Linked DNA regions of Mus musculus: all the other regions are linked to region 2. A link is a contact called in public Hi-C and promoter capture Hi-C data. All regions are on one chromosome and are shown on one strand. The core of a region is the stretch at or near the end of the contact, and the rest is flanking DNA. Distances in the headings are between cores, read along the strand shown. Region 1 holds the start of Hp1bp3 (heterochromatin protein 1, binding protein 3). Region 2 holds the start of Ubr4 (ubiquitin protein ligase E3 component n-recognin 4). Region 3 holds the start of Sdhb (succinate dehydrogenase complex, subunit B, iron sulfur (Ip)).

Region 1 (2,964 bases), core at 173-2,672, 1.2 Mb before region 2:
TACATAGAGAGATCCTGTCTCAAACAAGGACACACACCAAATGTAGCAAGTTCCCAATTATGCCAATACATAAAAGTGGGATGGGGACAGGTGTCTCCGTGGCTGAGGTCCCTTGCTCTTGTAGAGGATCTCGGTTTGGTTCCCAGCACCCACATCAGACAGCTTACAACCTACTAACTCAATTCCCAGGAGTGCAGACAATCCTTAGACATCTGCACACACCCGGAACACATACAAACAGGTACACACACATATAAAAAATTAAAAGATGGTTTTAAAACAGAATTCTTCAAAAAGACCAAAATCCCTTTTTAATATTTAATTTTTTTTTCATATGACATACTTGATCAGGTCCCCTCCTCTCCAAATCCTCTCAGATCCTCCCCATAAATCCCTTTGAAGAGATTGCCCATGATCCCAGTGTTCAGGGGAATGGGTGATGTCACTAGTACAGACGCTCACCAGGGAGGAATTTTTGGTGGGGTGATTTATTTAATCTTCTTAGAACCCTTGGAGTTTCAGCCACTCTGGCAGGTGGAGAGGACTGAAAGTGTGTCTAATTGGTTTCCGTAATAAGCGCTTTGATTGACCTGCAGTTGCGGTGCCATGCATGTACCAGGCCGATACCCACAAGACTCCGGCTACTTGAGGTACATTGAATTTTTCCAAAGTGGCTTTGAAGAACTACACCTGCAATCCTTCATTTCCTTTTCCTTCTTTACACAGGCTCTCGTGCATTCCAAGCTGGCCTCAGGTTGGTTACCTACCCAAAATGGCCTTGAAATTTCGATCCTCTTGATGCCACCTATTGAGTCTGCGTCATCACACTGGGCTCTAGGTGCTGGCGATGGCACCCAGGGCTTTCTTCAGACTAGACACATACTAACAACTAAACTACTTCTTCAGCCCCAAGAACTACAATTTTCAAAGGCGGTGGTGTGCACATTACATGAATAGGCAGATCTCAACGTAAAGTGCCAAATAAAAGGCGACTCCCTTCTAATTCCGTGGTTTCTTTTGGGTGCTGGGGGTGGGGAAGCTGTCTGTGCATGCAAATCAAGAAGCTGGGGGCAGCCCGGCTCACGCATCTTCCAGGCCGTGTATGACCAGTCCTTGCTCACTACACTGCCAATTCCCTGTGGACTCAGGAAGTGGCTGTTGTTGTCTAGCACCGTCTTCCAGGGCTAAAGGGAGGCTGGAACCCCAAACCCGAAGGACTCGGGGTCGGAGACAGAGACTGCGCCGAGCACGCAGGACGCAGCCAGGAAGCTAGCGCTCCCAGCCACGCTCTGCCTCCCGTCGTCCGCCGTTCCCCCCCACCTCCCCCACGAGCGCCCTGTCGCGCCCCTGCGCGCCCGCCCGGGGACCCACTTGGCGGGCGCGCGCGGGGGCGGGGCCGGCGCGGGGGCGCGCGCGTGAGGCCGCGGGCAGGGGGGCGGGGCGGCAGAGCTCGGTGCCCGGCCTGGAGGACAGCGGTGTCGCGAGTCGGCGATCGGTGGTCCGCGGCAACGCCGAGAGGCCGTACGGGAACGCGGGCGCCGGAGCTCAGAGGTAACGCGGGATGGACCCGGACCCGGCGCGCAGGGAGTGGGCGCGAGCTCCGTGCGCGAGTGAGTAGCGGAGGGCCACCGGCCTGGGCGCTGACGCCGCTGCCCGGGCGCAAGAGGCGGGACGCGGGCACCGAAGGCCGGCGGCTTTTGTCCGTCCGCCGCGGCCGCTGCGCCCTCTCGCGTCGCGCCCGCCACCCGGCCCCTGCCCCTGGCGCGCGGGCCACTCGGGCCCCGCGGCGCGCGCTCCCGCCCTTGTTTTGTTTGGACTTGGGGAGGAGGGGCAGCTCTTCTCGGGTCGGGCCCACCCCCCCTCCGTGCTTGTCTCAGTGCGCATGCTCCGGCGTGCGCCGCGGAGCCCTATTGGCTGCGGGCTTGCGCATGCTCCGAGGCCTGTGGCCCGACTTCCGCCGCGCCCTCCTCCCCTCGGCCTACTGTCAACTTGTCTTCAAGCCCGGTTCGAAAGATGCCGGCACTAGTGAGTGGCTGCGGCGGGCCCGCCCTCCCGGCTTCTCCGCCCCCGCCGCCGCCGTGGCCGCCATTACGGAGTCCCCAGTGGTGAGTGTGCAGAGCTGAGGCCACGCCGGTCGCCGCTGGTCGCCGCCGGGTCCCCGCAGCCAGGAGCGCGGCGTGGTCTCTGCGCGGTACCTCCGCCGCCGCCCTCAGCAGTCCCGCGCCCATCTTACTCCCCACTCCCGCTAGCCCTGCGCTGTCACCGCCACGGCTCTCTGTCGCGCAGCCGCTCGCTCCCGCCTTTGTCTTCGCTGCTCCTCCGGGCGATGCTCAGCCTCTGGGCGCTGTCGCTTCGCTGCTGTCGCCGCCGCCGCTACCCCGACGGCCTTGCGCTTCTGTGTCCCCCGCGAGCCTACACCTCCCCCGGCCTCCGCCGCGCTCCCCAGGCCGGCGCAGGATTGTCAGTGGCAGCCGTCTTAAGCCTAGGCCCGAGTCGATCCAGACTTAAGCAGGCAGTTTTCCTTAACGCCCTTGAGCTAAACCCTCCTTCACAGCCAGAAGTGCTCATGACTTCTCCCCCAGGCTGCTTTACTGCCCTTCTCCGACTGCCCGTTGCTTTGGAGAACGAGTCTTATTAGACCTGGACCTCATACGCAAGCATCTTAGACGTGAAATGTGTCTAGAGAGTCATTCTGCATTTGATCTTAGCCAGAAGGGCCTAGAAGCTATTAGGAAATCGTTTGAAGTTTTTAATTTTTATTTTATCTTCAATTTTATCTTCAGCATAGGCCATATAAGGCTGCCACGAGCTTTCAGTTTCAGAGTGATTTGTTCAAAGCTGCTCTCAAATTTTGTTTTTGAGGTGGTCTCCCTAATGCTTCCTTGGGACTCTGTGCTCCTCCTGCCTCAGCCTCCTGTGTGTGAGTGCAGGGGGTGCTACTGTGAACTGACACCGGAGAGTACA
Region 2 (3,181 bases), core at 360-2,859:
GAAGAGCAGCCTGTGTTCTTAACTGTTCAACCATCTCTCCAGCCCTGCAATTAATTCTAAATTTTCAGGTCACCCCCCCTGCCTCTCGGAATTAAAAGTCCTTCATTTTTAGTTCATAAAATATTACTATTCTGGAAAGTACTATCTTACCTTTTAGATTGGAATAGTGTTGAAACTTGTGCTTCATCTAACACTGCTTTTCAGTGTTATCTAAATTTATGTATGTTATTTTTTTGAGGCAGAGTCTTGTTGTATATTCCTGACAGGCTTTAATTTGCTACGTAGACCAGACTGGTCTTGAGTTTGTGGTAATTCTCTGCCTCCCCAGTGATGGCATACCAAACACTTTAAATAGATTTATGTGCGCGCATATATATATATATATATATATATATATACACACACACCATACATGTGTGTATATGTGTGGAGGGTGTGTGCACCTGGGAATGGAGGTTTCTATAGAGTCCAGAAGAAGACAGCAGATCTCCTGGAACTGGAGTTACAACCATAACAGCTAGACCTGGGTGGTGAGAATGGAACTGTCAAGTTATCTCTTGAGCTCCTCAGTCTAAATTTACAACATAGATGTTATCCCAAGAACCTCCACTACTAAATTATGTATTTGAAAAGGAAGATGTTTATTCCGAGTGCCTTGACACCCCAAAGCCAGAAATATGAGACTTGTTATTACTGCTGATGGCCAGACGTGGTGATGATCTTGGCACTTTGAGAGGCTGAGGCAAGAGGATTGTGTTAGTGTTCCATGTCAGCCTGAGCTACAGTGGAAACGCCCGAATAAAATAAGACCATCCTCCCCCTTCCCGACAGAACTATAAACAGGTGTGGACACCCACACCTGTAATTCCACTGGAGGTGAAGATAGAAGGATTGCTGAAATCAACAGTCAACCCAAATAGGGGCCCCTGAAAGACTGCTGCGATGGCTACTAATGCTTACCCTCTGGGGTCTGAGGGAGGAAGGTTCGCAGACAATTTGGCCTATAGGGACCAAATTTCAAAAAAGCTTAACGTTCTCTCTAGATTATTATCGAAGGAATTCTAAATATATAAAGAAGTGGCTGCGAAATAGGAATTCATGAAGAAAATCATTACTAAGCGAAGGTGTGCGCAGAAAGTTTGCCAAGTGGTAAGCGCTAGAATGGCTGGCTGCTCATGCGGTACACTGGGCAGAGGAAGTGACTAACACTGAGCAGGTTGTGGCCTCCTCTCCCCCCTGTCTGTCCTAGGATGGCGCCGTTCAGACATCTCTTCCGAATCCAAGTCACAAACTTACATTTCCAGGAGGTTGGGGAACCATATTGCCGCTTATTGCGGGGCCCGCGCACGCGCGGTAGTTACTGCTTCCCGCGAGCATGCGCAGGGTTGCTCGCCGCCATGGCGCACGCGCAGAGGGCATTGCTCCTAGCCCTCCTCTGGCATTTTCAATCGTGCGCAGGCGCACTACCCTGGGTTAAGCCCGCAGAAGTCAGAGGCCGTCCAGGTCTTTGCGTTTTTGTTGGGCGACCCGCGGCGCGCTGTCTGACGCGCACGATTGCGTCACTTCCGCCCCCTCCCGGGAGGCGGCGCTGGGCCGGTGGCAAGCCCCCGGAGGGAGCCGCAGTAGTACGACGAAAGATGGCGACGAGCGGCGGCGAAGAGGCGGCGGCAGCAGCTCCAGCGCCCGGAGCCCCGGCGACCGGGCAGGACACGACCCCGGGCTGGGAGGTGGCGGTGCGGCCCCTCCTGTCCGCGTCCTACTCCGCCTTCGAGATGAAGGAGTTGCCGCAGCTGGTGGCCTCAGTCATCGAGAGGTACCGGGCGGCGGCGCCGGCGGGCGGGGTGGGGGGGGAGGGGAGGACGGGCCGGTTCGTGAGTCCACTCTGTCAGGGAATCCACCCCACGCATGCCTTCGGGACTCCCGGGCGCTGGGAACGAGAGCGCCTCTGGTTTCCACCCAGCTCTGGCGTGAACCATCCCTGACTTGATTTACCCTCCGGAGCAAAACTTTTATGGTTGCTCTGGCTGGAGGGCGTGGCCGGACGCATTTGAGAACTGGCTATTGAGATGCACGGTGCTGCTGGGCCAGTGTCACCCGGCCCGCTGCCCCCGGCCCCCCCCCTCCCCATCCACCTCAGTCGCGTTAAGGTCAGGGCGTGGATGAGTTTGCATTTCTCCCTGTCACCAGAACCGGAGGTTTACTTTGGAGAGCTACCACATAGTTTAATAACGGTCTTTCTTTGGTGCTATGATAACTGGGGGCACGTGCTGTTTCTGTGACTGAAGCCACTAGTTACCACTGAATACTTCGGTTTTACTTTGCACTGTAATTGCGTATATCCGAGATCGGAGTCCTTCTCTTTCTCAATAAAATGCTTTACAGACTCTTATTTACGGGACTGTTCCTTGGCTTGCTGTTAATGTGTTCATACCTTTGTATACAGATTGTTAGATTGCAAGAGTCGTATTTCTTCATGGGAATGTGGTGATCTCTGTGTCTACCTTTTCCTGACTACGGGGCTCAGAGCAAATGAGTTTAATAGAAGACTCATGCTTTTAAAGCCTGTTTTCTCACTTTCGTTTTCCTAGCCAAACCAAGTTTACTTGCCCCAGTAACTCTCTGAAATTGCTAAGCGGGTCATTTTACCTTGCTGGTCAGCAGGATATGTCTAAAGGTTATTTGGAAAGTTGTGTTATTTGGAAATTGCTGTGGTTTGGCATTATTATTTATCACAACAACTGTCACTGCCTGTGATGTTTTGGATGAATGATCTTTAACAATTTATAATAAAATAGTGTCTGGGTTTGATAATTTAAGTTCTAACAAATAGATTTTCTTGCTTAATTATGCCCAAGGTTGTTTTGAAGATGAAAACAAGTATCAGAAAGTCTCAAATTATCTAGCATCTTTTTATTTTACCTTCTTTTCCTCCTTTTTTTTAAAAAAAATCCACGTGTATGTGTGTCTGTGTATTCGGATGCCCCAGGAGGCAGGAACAAGGCTTCAGATCCCCTAGAGATGGAGTTAGGGGCAGCAGTGACCTGCCTGGCACTAGCACTGGGATCTGAACTTGGGTTGGAAGAACAGGAAGTGCTCTTAACCACTGGACCATCTCTCTGCCCTATTGTAATTCAATTGTGTGTGTGTGTGTGTGTGTGTGTGTGTGTGTGTGAGAGAGAGA
Region 3 (2,996 bases), core at 1-2,500, 1.6 Mb after region 2:
GGCAGAGAAGCCAGATTCAGGGTGAGTTCCCAGAAACTTGGCCCCATCTAGCCATTCCTCCTGTCATGGTAATTTCTCCAGTGTCTTCTAAAAGAGCCAGCGTGAGGAAACCCAAGACTATAAACAGTGCCCTCCTCTGCCAAAGGTGAGCGGAAAGAAATCAAATCCTTCCTCTGGTAACAAGGACCAGCAAAGTCACTGGGTGCCCCAAGAGACCAAGTGACTTGGGATACCAAGATCACGCCTGCCCAAGGTGGTCAAATCCCCAGTCAGAGGGTGGGGGGCTCTGAGAGAACCCATAAAAGGTGTCAGAAAGGCTGGACAGTGGTGGCGCATGCCTTTAATCCCAGCACTTGGAAGGCAAAGGCAGGCGGATTTCTGAGTTCAAGTCCAGTCTGGTCTACAAAGTGAGTTCCAGGACAGTCAGGGCTACACAGAGAAACCCTGTCTAGAAGTGCCAGAAAAAAAAAGCAGCTCAGGTGACTAAGGAAACTGACGAAATCTGAGGACACAGGTCGGTTAGTAGAAGGCTTGTTCAGCACACACAGGCATGGTGGCACACAGCTGTAATCCCAGCTCTCTGCAGTTCTTTACCTGTAGGAAGATCTGAAGTTGGGGACAGTGGACAGCCTGTGGGTCCTTGGTGGACAGCCTATAAGCTACATCACCCATCTTTCCTATTGTCATCTTCCTTGGGGTTAGAGAGGAATTAGGTGAGCAGCTCGCTCACTTACCACAGCATTCCAGAGGCTGGCACCAGCCACATACTAGGTACCCTTTCTGGCTGCTTTGGTTTTGGTTTTGTGTGTTTTGAGGCAGGGTCTCAAGTATCCCAGATGGACTCGACCTCATTAAGTAGCGGAGGGTGAGCTTGGTTCTCCTACTGTCTCCATATGCCGGGCATGCAACTTCTGTACCGACGTGACGTTCATCTTTTGATCACTTCAGTCACTTAACAAGTGTCCCAATCAGGTAGGGACTGACAGGTTCTCTAGATTTAGCACAAAGCTGACCAGACAAGAGTCACAGGTGATTGACAGACACCACTGCAAGTAGAGAAGGGTTAAAAATCACAGCCACCAGCAGAATAGGAAAGCCCCGCCCTCCTGGCCTCTGCCCCGCCCCTCCACGCTACCCTTCCCTCTCCCGCCCCTCAGACTCCAGAGGTCACCTTAGGAACATAGGAAGCCCAGTGGGCATGCGCCCTACGGGCCGCTGCTGCACACACGCACTTCCTGTACATTGGCTCGGAGAAACCGGAAGCGGCCTTCCACTCGTTGGCGCTTAGGCGGCTAGCGGTCCTCAGGGTGAGAGGCCGGCTTCCCACCGCGGTGTTCGACGGGATGCCGGAGGGGAAGGGGTGGGGCTGACGTCAGGAGCCAAAATGGCGGCGACGGTCGGGGTCTCCTTGAAGCGCGGCTTCCCGGCTGCCGTTCTCGGCAGAGTCGGCCTGCAGGTGAGCCCGGGAGCCGTGGTTCAGTGGGGAGCCGTGCCCGTCACCGAGGCTGCCTGGGTAGAGAGGCCGCGGAGAGGCGGAAGGAGCCCGGGTCCAGGCCTCGGGGGAGGACTTAACCCGGCATCCTGCTCTTGAGCATCCTTTCAGACAGCCATTCCGCGCTTCTCCATCACCGGAGAGAGAGGCGCGGCCGGGAGGAGGTTGGAAGAGAGAACAGAAAGACAGAGGTCTGGGAGGAGGACAGGGAGAGGTCAAGGTCATAGGATGAGCGACCTGTGGTCGGGACCCAGAATCAAATCCTGCTAGTTGTACTCCGCCAGGCTTGTGTGAAAGGGAGGCCTGCGGGGTGTCTGGGGTGGGACCCGGGAGGCCAGGTCGCACCTCCAGGTTAGGCTGGTCTGGATCGGTCAGGTCGGAGGGCGGTGGACTCTGCAAGGCAATGCACTTGACCCGCAGAGGAAGGGAGACATGAAAGAAAGCGACCCCGACCCCTTGAAAGATCCGTACTGTGGAAGTCTGCAGGCAAGACCCGGTTCCCTGAAGCGTGCTTATTCAGGGGTGTGTAGCGGCACTGATCTCATACCGCTGGCATGGGATGACAGGCAGAGCCTGGAGCTGCTTTTGTTAATAATTCTGTAGTAGCTCTGTCATAGGTCTCCCCACACGCCCTGTATCCTCGGGAGCTGCACAGTAGAAGCATTTAGAAAGGCGAGAAAAACTGCCTCTCCTTACTTTACAGATACCATTCAGTCCTCCTCTGGGCTTCTGGATAGTCCTTCACAGGCGGACAACAGGAACTCCCATTTTGTTTTGGGGGGTTTTGTTGGTTTTTTTTTTTTTTTTTTTTAGATTTGTGTGTGTGTGTATGAGTGTGTGCTTTCATGTATATGCACCATGTGCCCGTGGAGAAAAGAGAGCTGTATTTCCTGAACTGGAGTCACAGGTGGTTATCAGCCGCCATATGCGTGCAGGGAACTGAACTCTGCTCCTTCCAAAGTGCTAAGATGAATCTCCACCCTGTGATAATTTTAGTGTTGTTTTGGTTAGGTTTTGACTTTTCGGACAGTGTCTTTATGCAACCCTGGCTGGCCTGGAACTCAGAGATTCTCCGGCTTCAGCCTTCTGGGTGCTGGGATTAAAGGTGTGAGCCACCACCACCACCCGACTTGTGCATCCCTTTGCATGCACACCTATCACACCAGCACTCCAAAGGCTGATGCAGCAAGATCAGGAGTTTAAGGACATCCTCAGCCCCACACGGAATCCAAGGCCAACCTGGGCTACTTGGGACCCTGTCTCAACAAAAACAGACAGTGCCTTACCAGAGCCTCAGGCTGGTGTCCCAGATATTCAGTTAATGATTCTGTTTTTGTTGTTGAGAATGTTATGCATGAGTACTGTATTTAAATAATTTCCACCCCCTCTCTCCTCCCATGCCTCCCCTCCCTTTCACACTCATGACTTCTTTAATTATCATTGCTAAATATATACATACACAATCTCTTAAGTGCATTTAGTGTTCCTTATGCATGACGAGTTT

What was found. A called contact is a pair of places that touch in the nucleus more often than the background predicts. Capture Hi-C pulls out chosen DNA fragments and counts their contacts.
Region 1: a contact with region 2 is called in a promoter capture Hi-C map of liver, with 2.7 times the contacts expected there. The contact joins the promoter of Hp1bp3 here to the promoter of Ubr4 in region 2. A contact is called at or near these places in 1 of 39 promoter capture datasets (erythroid cells), 3 of 115 datasets of contacts at active chromatin or transcription factors (astrocytes, embryonic stem cells and pancreatic cancer cells) and 2 of 9 other capture datasets (adipose tissue and liver).
Region 3: a Hi-C map of B cells shows a contact between it and region 2, with 5 read pairs. The contact joins the promoter of Sdhb here to the promoter of Ubr4 in region 2.

Annotation. Positions count from the first base shown.
Region 1 is chr4:138,215,190-138,218,153 of GRCm38.p6, forward strand. It overlaps Hp1bp3 (heterochromatin protein 1, binding protein 3), which reads left to right and starts at 1,423. Exons shown (of 13, transcript NM_010470.3): 1 at 1,423-1,551.
Region 2 is chr4:139,379,050-139,382,230 of GRCm38.p6, forward strand. Ubr4 (ubiquitin protein ligase E3 component n-recognin 4) reads left to right here and starts at 1,610. Exons shown (of 106, transcript NM_001160319.1): 1 at 1,610-1,813. The coding sequence starts at 1,638.
Region 3 is chr4:140,960,021-140,963,016 of GRCm38.p6, forward strand. It overlaps Sdhb (succinate dehydrogenase complex, subunit B, iron sulfur (Ip)), which reads left to right and starts at 1,251. Exons shown (of 8, transcript NM_023374.4): 1 at 1,251-1,456. The coding sequence starts at 1,385.